Regions from separate parts of the Mus musculus genome. Here region 1 is linked to region 2. Evidence: chromatin contacts called from public ChIA-PET data. All regions are on one chromosome and are shown on one strand. The core of a region is the stretch at or near the end of the contact, and the rest is flanking DNA. Distances in the headings are between cores, read along the strand shown. Region 1 holds the start of Pex19 (peroxisomal biogenesis factor 19). Region 2 holds the start of Slamf6 (SLAM family member 6).

Evidence for each region. ChIA-PET counts read pairs in DNA pulled down with a chosen protein or histone mark.
Region 1: an RNA polymerase II ChIA-PET map of memory CD8 T cells shows a contact between it and region 2, with 54 read pairs. The contact joins the promoter of Pex19 here to the promoter of Slamf6 in region 2. A contact is called at or near these places in 1 of 115 datasets of contacts at active chromatin or transcription factors (memory CD8 T cells) and 1 of 9 other capture datasets (liver).

Annotation. Positions count from the first base shown.
Region 1 is chr1:172,122,460-172,129,284 of GRCm38.p6, reverse strand. Pex19 (peroxisomal biogenesis factor 19) reads right to left here and starts at 2,530. Exons shown (of 8, transcript NM_023041.3): 1 at 2,437-2,530; 2 at 545-654; 3 at 1-130. The coding sequence starts at 2,506.
Region 2 is chr1:171,914,866-171,921,830 of GRCm38.p6, reverse strand. It overlaps Slamf6 (SLAM family member 6), which reads right to left and starts at 4,369. Exons shown (of 9, transcript NM_001347186.1): 1 at 4,039-4,369. The coding sequence starts at 4,123. Gm37065 (predicted gene, 37065) reads left to right here and starts at 2,475. Exons shown (of 3, transcript NR_151536.1): 1 at 2,475-2,579; 2 at 6,789-6,965.

The sequences.
Region 1 (6,825 bases), core at 1,281-3,780, 210 kb before region 2:
GCTCCACCAGATGGGGCTCTTCCTCAGCCAGCTCCTTCATTGCCTTCTCAAACTCCGCAGTAGCTTGGGAAGCCAGCTCACTGTCAAACAGTTCCTGGAAAAATTTCTCTTGGGAGGCGAAGAGAGCATCCTGCAAGGGTGGGGTGGGGTGGGGAGGGAGACAACATTTGCCTCCTATAGCATCACCCTGGGGCTAGCCGCTTAAACGAGCTCATATTGGGAAATGAAACATCTCCCCTCCCACGAGCACCTCCACTGAACATTCCATCTACCTCTTCTCCGGAGGGCAGCAAAGACTGGCCACTGAAGGTCTAATATGAGGTAGCATACAAAGCCAACCACTTAAAACCGCTCTTTCCTCTTTCCTCGTTAGCCCTCCGTAAAACCACAGGTCCTCGTTTCATAGGAACTGAGGCCTGGAAGAACACTCAGCAGTGTGAGGCAAAGGCACCCTCTCAGCCACCCCTCTGGCCCAGAGGGCCCCCCATCCCTGCTCTGAGCTGCATGGCCATCCTCCCTCTCCCTTAAGTGGGGGAATTGATACTTTGGCAGTATCTCCTGGCGCTCTCTTCTGGGGTCCTGAAGCGTCGGGAGCCGAGATGGTCGGAGCATGTTCTGGGGAGGGTTTGGCTTTGTCGAAATCATCAAGAGCACCTTCGGAGACAAGAGAAATCATCAAGAGCACCTTCGGAGACAAGAGACGGACGTGGTGGCGATGTTGAGGGTGGAAAGGGCTAGACAGCCGTGTGATTTGAAACAAACTCTTAGGAAAATAATGATACAAAGTGCTGGCTTTCCTGGACTTCTCTCTCTTTTTCTGGTGTCTCTTCTGCCTGGACTACTGGCCAATAGGCTTCCCACCTTCCTTGAGAACCATCTAGTTTGTTGTGACCAGTTGGGAAGGAAACCCTTTTACACAGAACCAGTGTTCATCTCAGAATTAGGAGGAGAGAATTAAATAAAAGCTGTGCAAAGAAATCTCTATATGCACACTATAAAATTCCCTTAAAAAAAAAAAAAAACCCTGCTGGGTCGTGGTGGCGCACGCCTTTAATCCCAGCACTCAGGAGGCAGAGGCAGGCAGATTTCTGAGTTCGAGGCCAGCCTGGTCTACAGAGTGAGTTCCAGGACAGCCAAGGCTACACAGAGAAACCCTGCCTTGAAAAACCAAACCAACCAACCAAACAAACAAAAACCTACACATTTCATCTAACATGAAGAAGAGGGGAGAGAGAGCCTTATTTCTTGGAATTCACTCTGAGGCCTTAGCTAATATCGTCTGTTGAGGAAGCACAGAATATACCACCCGGCTTTCCACCGTTCTGACTACTAGGATACATTCGACAAGAAGGTATTAACTCTTAAATAATGCTCCAATTTAGATCGCCCTTAACAGGCACCTATAGCCTCCTTGGCCTCATATGCAGTAAGCCTGGGCCAGGCCAGTCACTGGGCACTCCTCACTTCATCTGTTCATTTTCTACCTGCTTATATCGCTGTGACTGAGCAAGAGATAAAAGGTTCACCTCTGCCCTGAAAAGCCTGTGTTGTCACCATCACTCTGCCTGCCAGGACTAGGGAAAGGGCACTGGCCTCACTGGCGCAGGAAACGGGAGTGGAGTGCAAGGCCAAGAAAGAGATGAAGGTCCACCATCTTTTCAGGAAGAGGAGACCTTTTCCCCTGGGGCTGGCTCACTTTGTTTTCTCCAAAGGATAAATAAGGGATGTCAGGCATTGTGGTGCCATGCGAGAATGCGGAGGAAGGGACTGGAAAAATCACAAGTTCAGGGCCACTCTACAGTACTCAATGAGTGTGAGGTCAGCCTAAAACTACACGAGACAGTCTCTCAACATCACACTAATTTTAAAAGGAGACTTCTTTGACTACTCGCACGAAAGAACTAAGGGTCTGGTAAAAGAATGAGGAAAGACTGTGCGGTAAAAAGGCGTTTCGGGTTAAGAAAGATACTATCATGGACATATGGACCTTTGGAGCTTAAAGATTATTTTGTTCTGTGAATCCTGCTACTGAAAGGAGAGGCGATTTTAATAATTTACAGAAGGCGATCCTGGTGGGTCCAGCCTGTGATCTCTGTACTCCCAGTGGCGGAGGCTGAAAGACTGCCGCGAGTTCCAGATCAGCCTGGGATACCGAGTGAGAGAGCCTTGCCTCAACAACAATCCGACAATCGAAAGCAAGAGAAGTTTGTAAGGGGCTCGTGAAACAGCTCTTTACGGTTAGTGTTCCCCTTCGCAGGGAGATGTGCGGTTTGGACACAGCCAGCTAATAAAGAGGGCCGGGGTCGAACTCAGACCACCTCCCCCGCTGACCACTGAAGAGATTCTCCCGCCCCGCTCAGAAACCTCAAGTTCCTCTAACCCCCACGATGGATCCTCTCCCCGATACTTCTGGTCTTTCCCATCGTGCACTCTTACTTTCCAGAAGCTCCTCCAGTTCCCGGTCGTCTTCGACCCCAACACCGCAACCTTCCTCAGCAGCCGCCATCTTACTGCCTCCGACTTGCCGTAGGAGGTGGAACCACTGGCGCCACCACATGCCCCGCCCCAACCCCGCCCCCATGACTTGAGCAGCCAATAATATCGTTCTACCGTGCAGGACCGCCATTTTTAAAGGGACAGGAGACTGGGTTTGTTTTTGTTTTTGTTTTTTTTCTTGGGTTGGGCCTCAAACCTAGGTTCTTGCACGTATTAAGCAAGCACTCGGCTACTGGAGCTACAGAGCCACAGCGGTTTGCCTTGAACTAGATAGATTGCTCAAGCTGGTCCAGAAATCGGGGTCTCCCTTCCCCGTCTCCACTTCCAAACTACTTGACCCATGAGGCCCAGCTGTATTGTGGGGGCGGGTCAGAAGGGGTGGGAGGGTTTATTGCGTTTTGCTTGCCCCATCTTTAACCTGGAATCTTTAATCTGGGTTTTGTTTTCAGGCAGGGTTTTCTAATCCTACTGTCTCCACCTCCCAAGGACAGAGATTACAGCACAGGGCTCAGCTAAAATACGAAGCTATTAAACGAGCAATTTTTCGCTTGAGACAGGATTGCCAAATTGAAGCAACCTTGGTTTCATCCTCAAAGCACACGTGGTAGGAGAGATGTCTATCATGTGCTGGCTCTGACCTCCGAATATGCTCCTTGACATATACACAAAACAGATAAACAAAGATCATCCAATTTATTTTTAGCGTATAATGAGCATCTACTGTTGTATACAATCGTGCTGAGCACAGTGAAATCTACAAGTGGATCAGGGATGGTCCTACCTGTAGAGGTTGACTGGAGATAGAATTGGAAACACAGATGTTACTTAAGCAGATTAAAAAACAAGCATTCTTTCTTTGAATCATTTCTTTCAGTTTTCTTTGTGTGTTGGGGGGATTGTCTTGTTTTTGTTTTATCGAGAATGTTCTGTATGTAGCCTTGGCTTTCCTGGAACTCTGTAGACCAGGCTGGCCTTGAACGAAAAAAATACTCTTGACTCTGCCTCGAGGGTGGTGGCATTAAATGCGTGTACCACCACACCTGTCTCTCTTTTCTATTCAGCTGGCAAGAAGTGGCAAATCCCTTTGGAGCTAGAGCAATAGGTGGTTGGCAGCCACCAGATGTGGGTGCTGGGAACTAACCTGAGTCCTCTGCAAGAACAGTCTTTGCTCTAAACAGCTAAGCCATCTCTTTAACCACCATGATATCTTTTTTTTTTTTTTTTGAGACAGCATCTTGCTCTTTAGCCAATTGTTCTGCTTTAACCTTCCAAGAATCCGAATTATGGCTGTGAATTGCTGTGCCAGATTCTTGCCTGACCTTGAAGGAAGAATGTATAAAACTTAAGAAAATATTCCCGTAATATACACATTTTTGAGAAAGCAGTCTTAGTTTGAGGATTATATTTAAGAAAGCAACTCTTAAATCTGAAAACACTAAAGTCCTGTGCTCTTTGGAGCAGCTTTTCCTCCTCAGTCAGGCACACTCCCCCCCCCCCACACACACACACAATGTATGTTCCAGTTTACTCATTGCAGCAATGCTGATAATCAGCATAAATAACCCAGATACTATGAGGAAAACCTAAACACACAACACACATATAAAACTTTAAAATGTCTTGAATTAAAAAAAAAAAAAGATTATGTTCCTGCCATGTATAAAAGGAAGGTGGGGAAAAACACAGTGATATACTTATAAATATATACTTTTTGAAGGCCATAAGGAAACTGGTAAGTAGTTACCTGTTTGGGGAAAACTAATAGGAACTGAGTGGCTCAGGAAAAAGATACACAAGGCAGTTAGTTTTTTGGGTTTGTTTTGATTTTTTTTCCTCTGAGACAGGGTTTCTCTGTGTAGCCCTGGTTGTCCTAGAACTCATTCTGTAGACCAGGCTGCCTCATACTCAGACATCAGTTGGCCTCTGCCTCCCTAGCGCTGGGATTAAAGGCGTGTGCCACCACCACTGGGCAGTAATTGTGAGTGTATAGGTGGAATGGTGCCTACACACGATGATGCTTGTGTGGAGGTCATGTGCTGCCCTGGGGAGCAAGTTCTCTCCTCCCACCATGCGGATCTCCATGATCAAACTCAGGTTGTCAGTCATGACCTCCAAGTGCCCTTACTTCCTACGCCATGTCACTGGCCTGACAGTAAAGGTCTAAAGACTGGTGTCTGAACTTCACGGATATATTATCAGTTGAAAAAAGAAAGGGGCTGGTGAGATGGCTCAGTGTTAAGAGCACCGACTGATTGCTCTTCCAAAGGTCCTGAGTTCAAATCCCAGCAACCACATGGTGGCTCATAACGAGATCTGACTCCCTCTTCTTGAGTGTCTGAAGACAGCTACAGTGTACTTACATATTACAAATAAATAAATTAATTTAAAAAAAGAAAGAAAAAGAAAAGAAAAAGGAAAGGATTTAAAATGGATTAAAATGAAAAATTCAAGTAATTTCAGCACTAAGGAGCTGGGAGACTGGAAGATTAAAAATTCAAGGTCAGTTCAAGGCCAGTCGAGGCTGTAGGAGAAGCTGTATAAAGAAACACAAAGAAACCAATACATATTTTGAACATCTTTTTCCTGTGGCTATAGAGAGCTCAATAGTAGAATACTTGCCTATCATGTGCAAAACCCCAGGTTCAATCACCAGTAACTAAATAAAATGTCTGCACTTATCTATTTTTAGGAAAGGGGTCGAATGCCATATGTCGTACTGGGAACTAAGTCCAGAACCCTGCCATACTAGGCCAACACCCTCCCAATGGAGCTGTCTCCAGCTGTGCATTTATGTGCAGTTGTATGTGCATTTGTGGACATAAGTGCAGGCGCTCATGAAAGCCAGAAGAAAACATCAGATCCCATGAAGCTGGCATTACAGGTGGTTGTGAGCCACCTTGCCTGGGTGATGGGAACTGAACCCAGGCCCTCTGGAAGTACAATACTTGCTCTTAACTGCTGAGCCACCTCACTAGCCTGTTTTTTGTTTGTTTTTGTTTTTGTTTTGTTTTTTTTGAGATAAGGTCATTCAGGCTAACCCTGAAACTAGCTGAAGTTATCCTAGGTTTAGAAAGTGGTATTTTTGTATATGAATGTTTTGGTTGTTACTGTATGTAGATCTGTGTACCATGTGCATGCAGTACCTGCGTTCACCAGAAAAGTGAGTTAGATCTCATGGAACGGAAGTTATGGATTGTTATGAGTAACCATGTGGGTGCTGGGGAATTGAACTCTGGAAGAACAGCCAGTGTTCTTAACTGCTGCTGAGCCACCTCGCCAGTCCCTTGTCTTGAGCTTTTCATTTTTGAGTCTCACTGTGTAGCCATTGGACCACTATGTAGACAGGACCAGGTTGGTCTTGAATTCTGTCGTCCAGCTGCTGGGATTAAAGGCATGTGCCACCATGCATGGCTGGTCTCAAACCCTTGACCATATTTCCATCTTGTAAGTGCTAGAACAGATGGAGCTACCAGGCTGGGCCTGTATTATGTATTTTAAATCAAAGGAATAATAAATACATCATTTATGCAATTATTCTTAGAAGCATGACACTCTGACAATTGAGATAGTTCCATCAATTTGACACCATCTAGAATCCCCTGGAGGAAGGACCTCAGACAATGTCTATGAAGAATGGTTTTGTTAACTGATATAGAAAGACCTGGCCACTGTGGGCAGCAGTATTTGCTAGGTCTGGGGTCCTGAATTTAAAGGAGAAAGCTACCTACCTCTGCCTGTCTCCAGAATGCTGTTATTAAAAGGAGGTAGACTTCTCTTTTTTTCTCCAGTCCCATCAGTCCTGGGCCAGCCAGGTCTACATTATCAAGTTCCACAGCAGTCAAGGGAGACTCTGTCTCACAAAGACAGACAACTCTGGCTGAGGACTGGCAGGAAGGCTTGAAGTCAGTGCTGCCCACTCTTGACCATGGGTATCATGTGACTAGCTGCTTCAGGTTCAGCCACCTTCCCTTCCCTGCAATGACGTACTGCCACATGGCATTGAGTCAAATGAACCCTGTCTCCCCTAACGTGCTCTTGTCTGGGTGTTTTATCACCCCAATGGGAGCAGAAGCTAAGACAACTATATGCTTCTAGTAAATATGTAATTTATTATGGCCACATTCTCTTTTATGTGCACATAATATGTAAAACACATAGAACAGTGATGGACACCAATAGGAGCCCAGCAAATTCTGGCTGTAATTTGAAATGAATAGAGTTGCAGTAAACATGGTACAGGGAACTCTTTACACCAGTCCCCAACAATGTAGGTGTTTCATATGTCTCTAAGAAAAACTGTATCATTTTTCCCTAGTCGAGGGTATTAGT
Region 2 (6,965 bases), core at 3,120-5,619:
TCCCCAGGCCTTGAATTCAGCACGAGCTCTACCACTGAGTTACACCCCCAGGCTGAGTTTCTTTTTGAGTGATGGGTATTTTAGCGCAATAGATGTGATGGCTGCAGAACACATGCTATGTGAATTTTGTCTTAAAAACAAACAAAGAAACAAAGGTCTTAGTGTTCATAAAGGAAGCTGCTGATATAGATCTGGAGTCCAGGACCCAAACTGAGAGGCTTGGAAGGCTAGAGGTCACAGTGGGGACAGAACAGAGTCTGTGGATGGAAAGACCTGTCTTTGAGCTTAACAACAAGATGTGAAACAGCACTCAGTCTTTTATGAGGTAAAATGACTTGATTGAACATGCAGTTGACAGTTGTTTGTTACAAAGAAGCTAACAGTTCTCAGGGGAAAGGGAAGTCAGTAGACCACAATCTGTTAGCCATAGAACAGCTCACACTTTTGACTCAAAAGATTTCAGGACCATGGCTGAAGAGGTCCTTCAGTGACAGAATGATAGAGTGCTTGAGGATCTAGTTTGGATCCTCAGCTGCAAAATAAACTAAAGAAGGAAGAGGAGAGCGCGGGAGGGAGGGAGATTTTAGAGCCAGCCCACAGACTTTTCCTTTATCTATACATACAGCCCCGGTTCTCCCCTGGGCCTCGGAGCACCTGTATCTGTTTCCTTCAAACTCACCCAGAGAATTAGTTCCTGTTTTTCTCTGGCACCAGTTTCAATGTGACTACATCTCAGAACCTTGCTACTCAGGTGTGGTCCACAGACGGGTAAGAGCAACATCATTCCGGGCTTCGTTAGAAATGCCGAGTCAGGGCTTCCTCTCTCAGCGTTGTAGTCTAATAAAATCCTCAAGCAATATGTACACACTAATGTTTGACAAATTCCTATGAAGAAAGAAGACATGGAGGAGCGGCTGAGACTCACCAGGGTGCTTGATTTCATGTATAGTCATTGTTTCGCTAGGTGGGATTTTCCCATTTTGGTTTGCTATGTAGCCCAGTTTGCCTCAGCATCCTAGACTGGAATTAAAAACATGCACCATCACACCTGGATGTCAAGCTAGTTTCAGAAAAATGTTTTCTTGATTACGATGTATTAATTATATGTAGTAATGGGCTTCATATATTTTTAGACACACATATATTTTGATTTTATTTACCCTCTTTATTTTCTCTTAACCCCTTCCCACACCTTTTGATTTCCTTCTTCTGAGTTAATTCAGTCTTACTCTTCCTTCCTTCCTTCCTTCCTTCCTTCCTTCCTTCCTTCCTTCCTTCCTTCCTTCCTTCCTTCCTTTCTCTCTCTCTCTCTCTCTCTCTCTCTCTCTCTCTCTCTCTCTCTCTCTCTCTCTTTCTTTCTTTTTCTGATAAGCCAATGAGTTTCTTCGGGTTACTTAGAGGAGCATAGATAAAGGGCTATGTACAGAGGCAAGGACACCTTACACGTGGCCACACTACCTAGGAAAATGTCTCATCCTCCCCAACCAGCCATTAATCACTTCAAAGTCCTGAGGGAGGGGTGGGCCTGACTGGTCTTGACACGAAGGATTGGTCATCCTACATGGCAGGATGGTGTTAGGCCTAGTCTTGTGCAAGGCAATAGAAGCGTACTTGCTGTGCATTGAAGAGTGCAACTGCCACATCACATGGTGGATGGGTTAGTTTTGCCTCCAAGGGAATGAGTTAAAGGGAATGAAGCGGGCTGGGGTAATGCATAGTTGGCAAAGTGCTTGCCACACAAGCAGGACCACCTGAGTTCAGATCCCAGTAGCCAAGTAAAAAGCTAAGTGAACTGATCTATTGCTCTAATCTCAGCACTGGGGAGGAGGTTCCCTGGGGCTGACTGGCCAGTCAACCCACCAAATGAACAAGCTTCAAGTTCACTGAGAGTCCGGTCTTAAAAACTAAAGGCAGAGAAAAAGTCATGAAAGACACACGGAACAAGTAAACCCCGGACATGCACACAAACGTTTTTCAATATGGCTTATTTTTGAGCTGAGACTCTCATATGGAATCAGGATGTGTCTCACCTACCTGAAAACTTGTAGTGAGTGAGACATCTCCTTCTTCTCAGAGAGCATCTCTTTGTCCTACAAACTTGCCCCAGTGGTCTTGTCTTTCCCCAATCCCTCCGAATTCTTCCCTCCCCCTTTTCCATCTCCCTCCCATGCTTCTTTATTAGAATCCTTCCCTATTTAACGTCTCAGATCATTTCACCTATTCCAGAAAGTTCTTCCTCAACACCCAGTCCAGAGAGGTTCTCCTATTTTTGGTGTCCCTGCTTACTTCTGCCCTGGAACCAGACTCTCCACTTTCCACCCTGGTAAGCACGGTTCCACTCCACTGAGGGGTTTTTGGCCACCTGCATCTCTCTCTGGCAGATGCAGTCAACTGTGTTCTTTTCTTCCAAGCCCTCCCCCCACAGCTGTGTGGCAGTAAACTGTTACTTAGGCTCTGTTTTCCTCTTCTGATCCACATCCGCACACGGGGACCGAGCCCGATATGTCACAGTCTTGTTAAAAGAAGAATCCTCAGAGATGTGGAGGAGGGACACCCAGAAATTATCCAGCTTTATAGAGGTAACAGAGTGAGGTTAAAAGCTCAAGTCACTGGCTGGAATCAGGCTAAGAAAAGGCAACGTGGATGGATGGGAGTAAAAGAATTCTCATCTTTTTCTGCATCTTTTATGCATTTTCCAAAATTCTGTCCACATTCCTAATCCTCCTAGTTTGACGTAGTCTCTATTCCCAGCTTTAGCCTTGTGCCTCAGTTTCCACCTGCTTCCAGGAAATTTCCTCTTGGCCATTGCATTGATAACATAAAACAAATAGATCAGAAAAGGAGCCGACCTTCCTCCTGTGTCAGCTCCTCCATCCTAATTCTATCCCTATCTTTGACTGTCCAGCCTACGACGCAACGTTAATGTTCTCCCTCCTCTCTCTTTGCTTTATTTTTTCAAGATTATTTGTCCTAAGCCAGTGCACATTTTACCTGTTTATAGTTTATCTTCCCTGCCAAGACGTTAATTCCGCAGAACAGAAATTGTGTTGACTTAGTTCCTGAAACGCCCACAGTGCCGTGCATTCAGTGGTCATTTAGTGAATGGTTTATCAAATGACTTAATGAACCTTGCTTTCTTTTTCTTTCTGTTGTCAATTTGTCTAGATAGCTCTATATCTGCAGTATGTCTTGGTTTGTGTGTGTGCATGCACACAGGTGTTTGTTACTGAAAGTTTTAGTCAAGTGATTTGTTTTTATTTTTATTGGTTTTTTTCAGCTACCTGATGACTAATAGAATTTTCAAAAGTTATTTAAATTGCCATAGTCTAAGTTACTTGTAGCTATTAATAGAATAAATTCACAAACACGTTATGGACATCTAAATGTAATGCATGTTTAATAATTAGCTCATTTTCTGGAATAAAATAAATGCTAGGCTACCTATTGGTTCTTTTTTTTTTTCTTCAATGAATTCTCTCGGGGCTAGGTCTGTGTTAGTAGCCATTGCTTGATCTCCTGTTTTAGAACACTACGCTTCAGTCCAGATAGGCACCCTCTGAGTTCTTAAAGACAGTGAGAGCTTTCCAGATAGCAGGGAGAAGAAGCAGGCTCAGTCAATCCCTTCCTAATTGCAGTGTGAAAGCGTTGGTGGGTTTTCAGTATCTGAGCGAAGAGTGAAGCTCGGGAAAGATAATGAAGCCCCCTGAAGTCGCACAGTATCACAGTAGTTAAATTGTAGATCTTTTTCCCGCTTAAACTTATTTTTGTACCACAATACGCTGGTCACGAACAGTCCTGACTTACAAAGACTCATTTTCCATATCTCAGAAAACACTTCCCTTCCCCTTGGCCCCCAGCCGAAGTGTTTGCTCTGAATCAGTCCCGTGGCAGTCTGCGGGAAGCAGTTCGCTAGGACCACGGTGAGCTTTCTAAGTCTCTGAATAGAGAACTGGGCAGTCAACCTGACCAAGAGGAGCAAGGCATTCCAAAGAAGGAACTCACTCAGTGACTCAATCAGTTTCCACAGACGTTTTTTACCTGAGCCGAGGCAGAAGACAAGTGGAAAGAGCCAGACCATCCTCTGACAGGCGGAGTCGGGTGCTGGAGCCCTTGAGACAGCCATTCTTTCATAAGCTTGTCGCTGAGACTTTCTGTTCCCCTATTGATGAGAGCTCTTCCTCTATGTTAGCAAACCTTTGGTTGTCGTGATTAACTTCACACTTGGCTTACAAGAATATCTTTTGTAAGCTAAGACTCTTAGCAGTAGGGAACGTGGAACTTGAACGGGCCATCTTCTGTAACCAGGCAAGACTTCTGGTGGAGGGACTGGGACACCAACCCAGCCACAAAAACCTTCTACTTATGATTTGTCTTGCCAGCAAGATGTGCTGGGGTAAAGGTGACACAGAAATTGTGGGAGTGGCCAATCAGTGACTGGTCCATCTTAAGACCTATGCCAGGACGGGGAGCCCACTCCTGATACTGTGTGGAGAGCCATGAAGCAGAGGCTGGATAGCCCAGAGACACAACAAACAAACAAACAAACAAACAAACAAACAAACCAACCATAGCAAAACAAATCTGCTATACTTGAGGCAGGAGCCTAGCCCAGTTGTCATCAGAGAGGCTTCACCCAGCAACTGATGGAAACAGATGCAGAGATCCAGAGTCAAACATCCTGTGGAGCTTGGGGAATCTTGCAGAAGAGGTGGAGGAAGGATTGTTGGAGACAAAGGGGTCAAGGACACCTCAAGAAAACCTACAGAATCAATTAGCCTGGGTTCATGGGGCGCTCACAGAGACTGAAGTGGCAACTAGGGACCCTGCATGGTTCTAACCTAGGTGCTATATATATATATATATATATATATATATATTATATATATAATGATTATGTAGCTTGGTCTTCTAGTAGGACTTCCAACAGTGGGATAGGGGGCTGTCTCTGACTCTTGCCTGATTTTGGGACTCTTCCTCCTATTGGGTTGCCTAGTCCTTATGAGGGGAGGTACCTAGTTTTATTGCAACTGGATATGCCTTGTTTGGTTGATATCCCTGAGAGACTTGCTCTTTTCTGGAGCGAAAAGGAAGAGAACTGGATGGAGGGGGCTGAGGGAGGTGTTGGGGGAAGTAAGGGGGGAGGGGAAAGACTGGGAGGGAGGAGAGAGGGAAACTGCTGTCAGGGATGTAATATATATGAGAGAAGAATACCTTGAAAAAGAAAGGAAATACCTTGAATGATTTTAACTTAGAAATTTTTAGAGAGACTTAAATCGTGTCCTCTCTACGCACTTGAGAAAATGTTCACCTTGTCTGTGCCATCTTCTGTAATGCTTGTCAGATCTTACTCGTTTATAATGTGGCTCAGTTGTTATTTTTTTTTGCCCCAATCCCTGTGGTTCTGACCTCGGAAGATTCGGATGCTGGAGGCTTGGTCTCCAGTATGTTGATGCAGATGTGGTGGCAACTTTGAGAAGGTCCAAGTAGAAAAGTATTAGGTCATTGATGGTGCTCTGAGAGTGGGCTGTCAGGTATGCAAATGCCTTTGAACCACCCCCACGCCTACAGATAACCCCTCATCCGTGCACCTGTCAGTAACCTCAAAGAACTAATCCGGACTTGTGAGGGCTGTTTCTTTGTTTTGTTCTCAGTCCTATATGAGGTGATTAGAGATACTTGCTCAAATCTCCCCAGGGGGGGGGGGGGAGTCACAATTGGTGCCTGAACCGGGAGAAACAAAACAAAGTTGTGTCTGAGAGGAGGGGTCACATGACCCTCTGCTATGTGTGAGACACAGGCTACAGTGCATGATCCAACCGAAGGTGGAACATCCATTCGGCAATCCGTATATGATTACTCTTCTCTGGTTATATGGGAACTTGTGCCTCCTTGCTGTAGTGCCAGTTGTGTGTCTGATATGAGTAAGACATGCAACTGAAGCCGATGGACATCTTGGAGGGGAAACCCAGGGTGGCTGTCTTCCTCTATGGTATATGGTTGCATATCCCCTTTATGAATGTGGCCTGTGATTCAAGTACAGGAAAGCCCCCAAGGAGGCTGATGGACTAGAGAATATGTTGTAATTTCTGAAAGTGGCAATATGGCATGTGATTATAAGCAGGTCACGGAAATGGTCTCTGCCGGATGCCATAAGAGATGTAACCGAGGCTGAGATTTCTGCCCAGAATGAATTGCCAGCAGGAGGGAGGAATTGTAATAGAATAGACACACAGATGCTATCCTCCATATTATCTTCTGATTTGGCAGAAAACGGAGGGAAAAGGAGGATGGTGACTTCCCTTCCCCCTCCCCCTCCCCCTCTTCCCCTTTTCTTTTAGTTGGTGAAAGAGTCCTCTGCTAGGGAGCCCTTCCTAGAACTCAAAAATCTTCGCCCTTGAGGAGAATCAGACAGGGAGGAGTGAGGAGACAGGAAAATGTTAGAAGATATGGAAATGTTGGAAGACAGCCTTCAGGTCTGACATTTAATACATAAAAAGAAAAAAAAAGTGATTCGGTATGGAGAGAAAAGCCTTAGTAATTTCTCAGTACAGGAAACTATGCTAGTCAGGGGATATTTTGCCCCTAAACTGCCTCAATTGGGAGAGACTTTTAAATAAGCAACAGAAGAACTTCTCAAAACCTGGCTTAGGAGGCCATGGGACCCGAGTGGAGGCAGATAAGATCAGTTTGACCTTGTGGAAGGGGAGAAATTGAGTGATATCACTGATTCTCTCTCTCTCTCTCTCTCTCTCTCTCTCTCTCTCTCTCTCTCTCTCTCTCTCTCTCAGACAGGCTGCATAGCTTGAGGCAATGTAAGGGCGACCATTCAAAATGAACTGGCTTCTATGAACGAACAATTAGAGATGCCTTACTACCACTGGCTGTAATCGATGACTTCTATGAACAATTAGCAATGCCTTACTATCACCATCTCCTTGACTAGAAGAGCCTCCGGGAACTAGAAG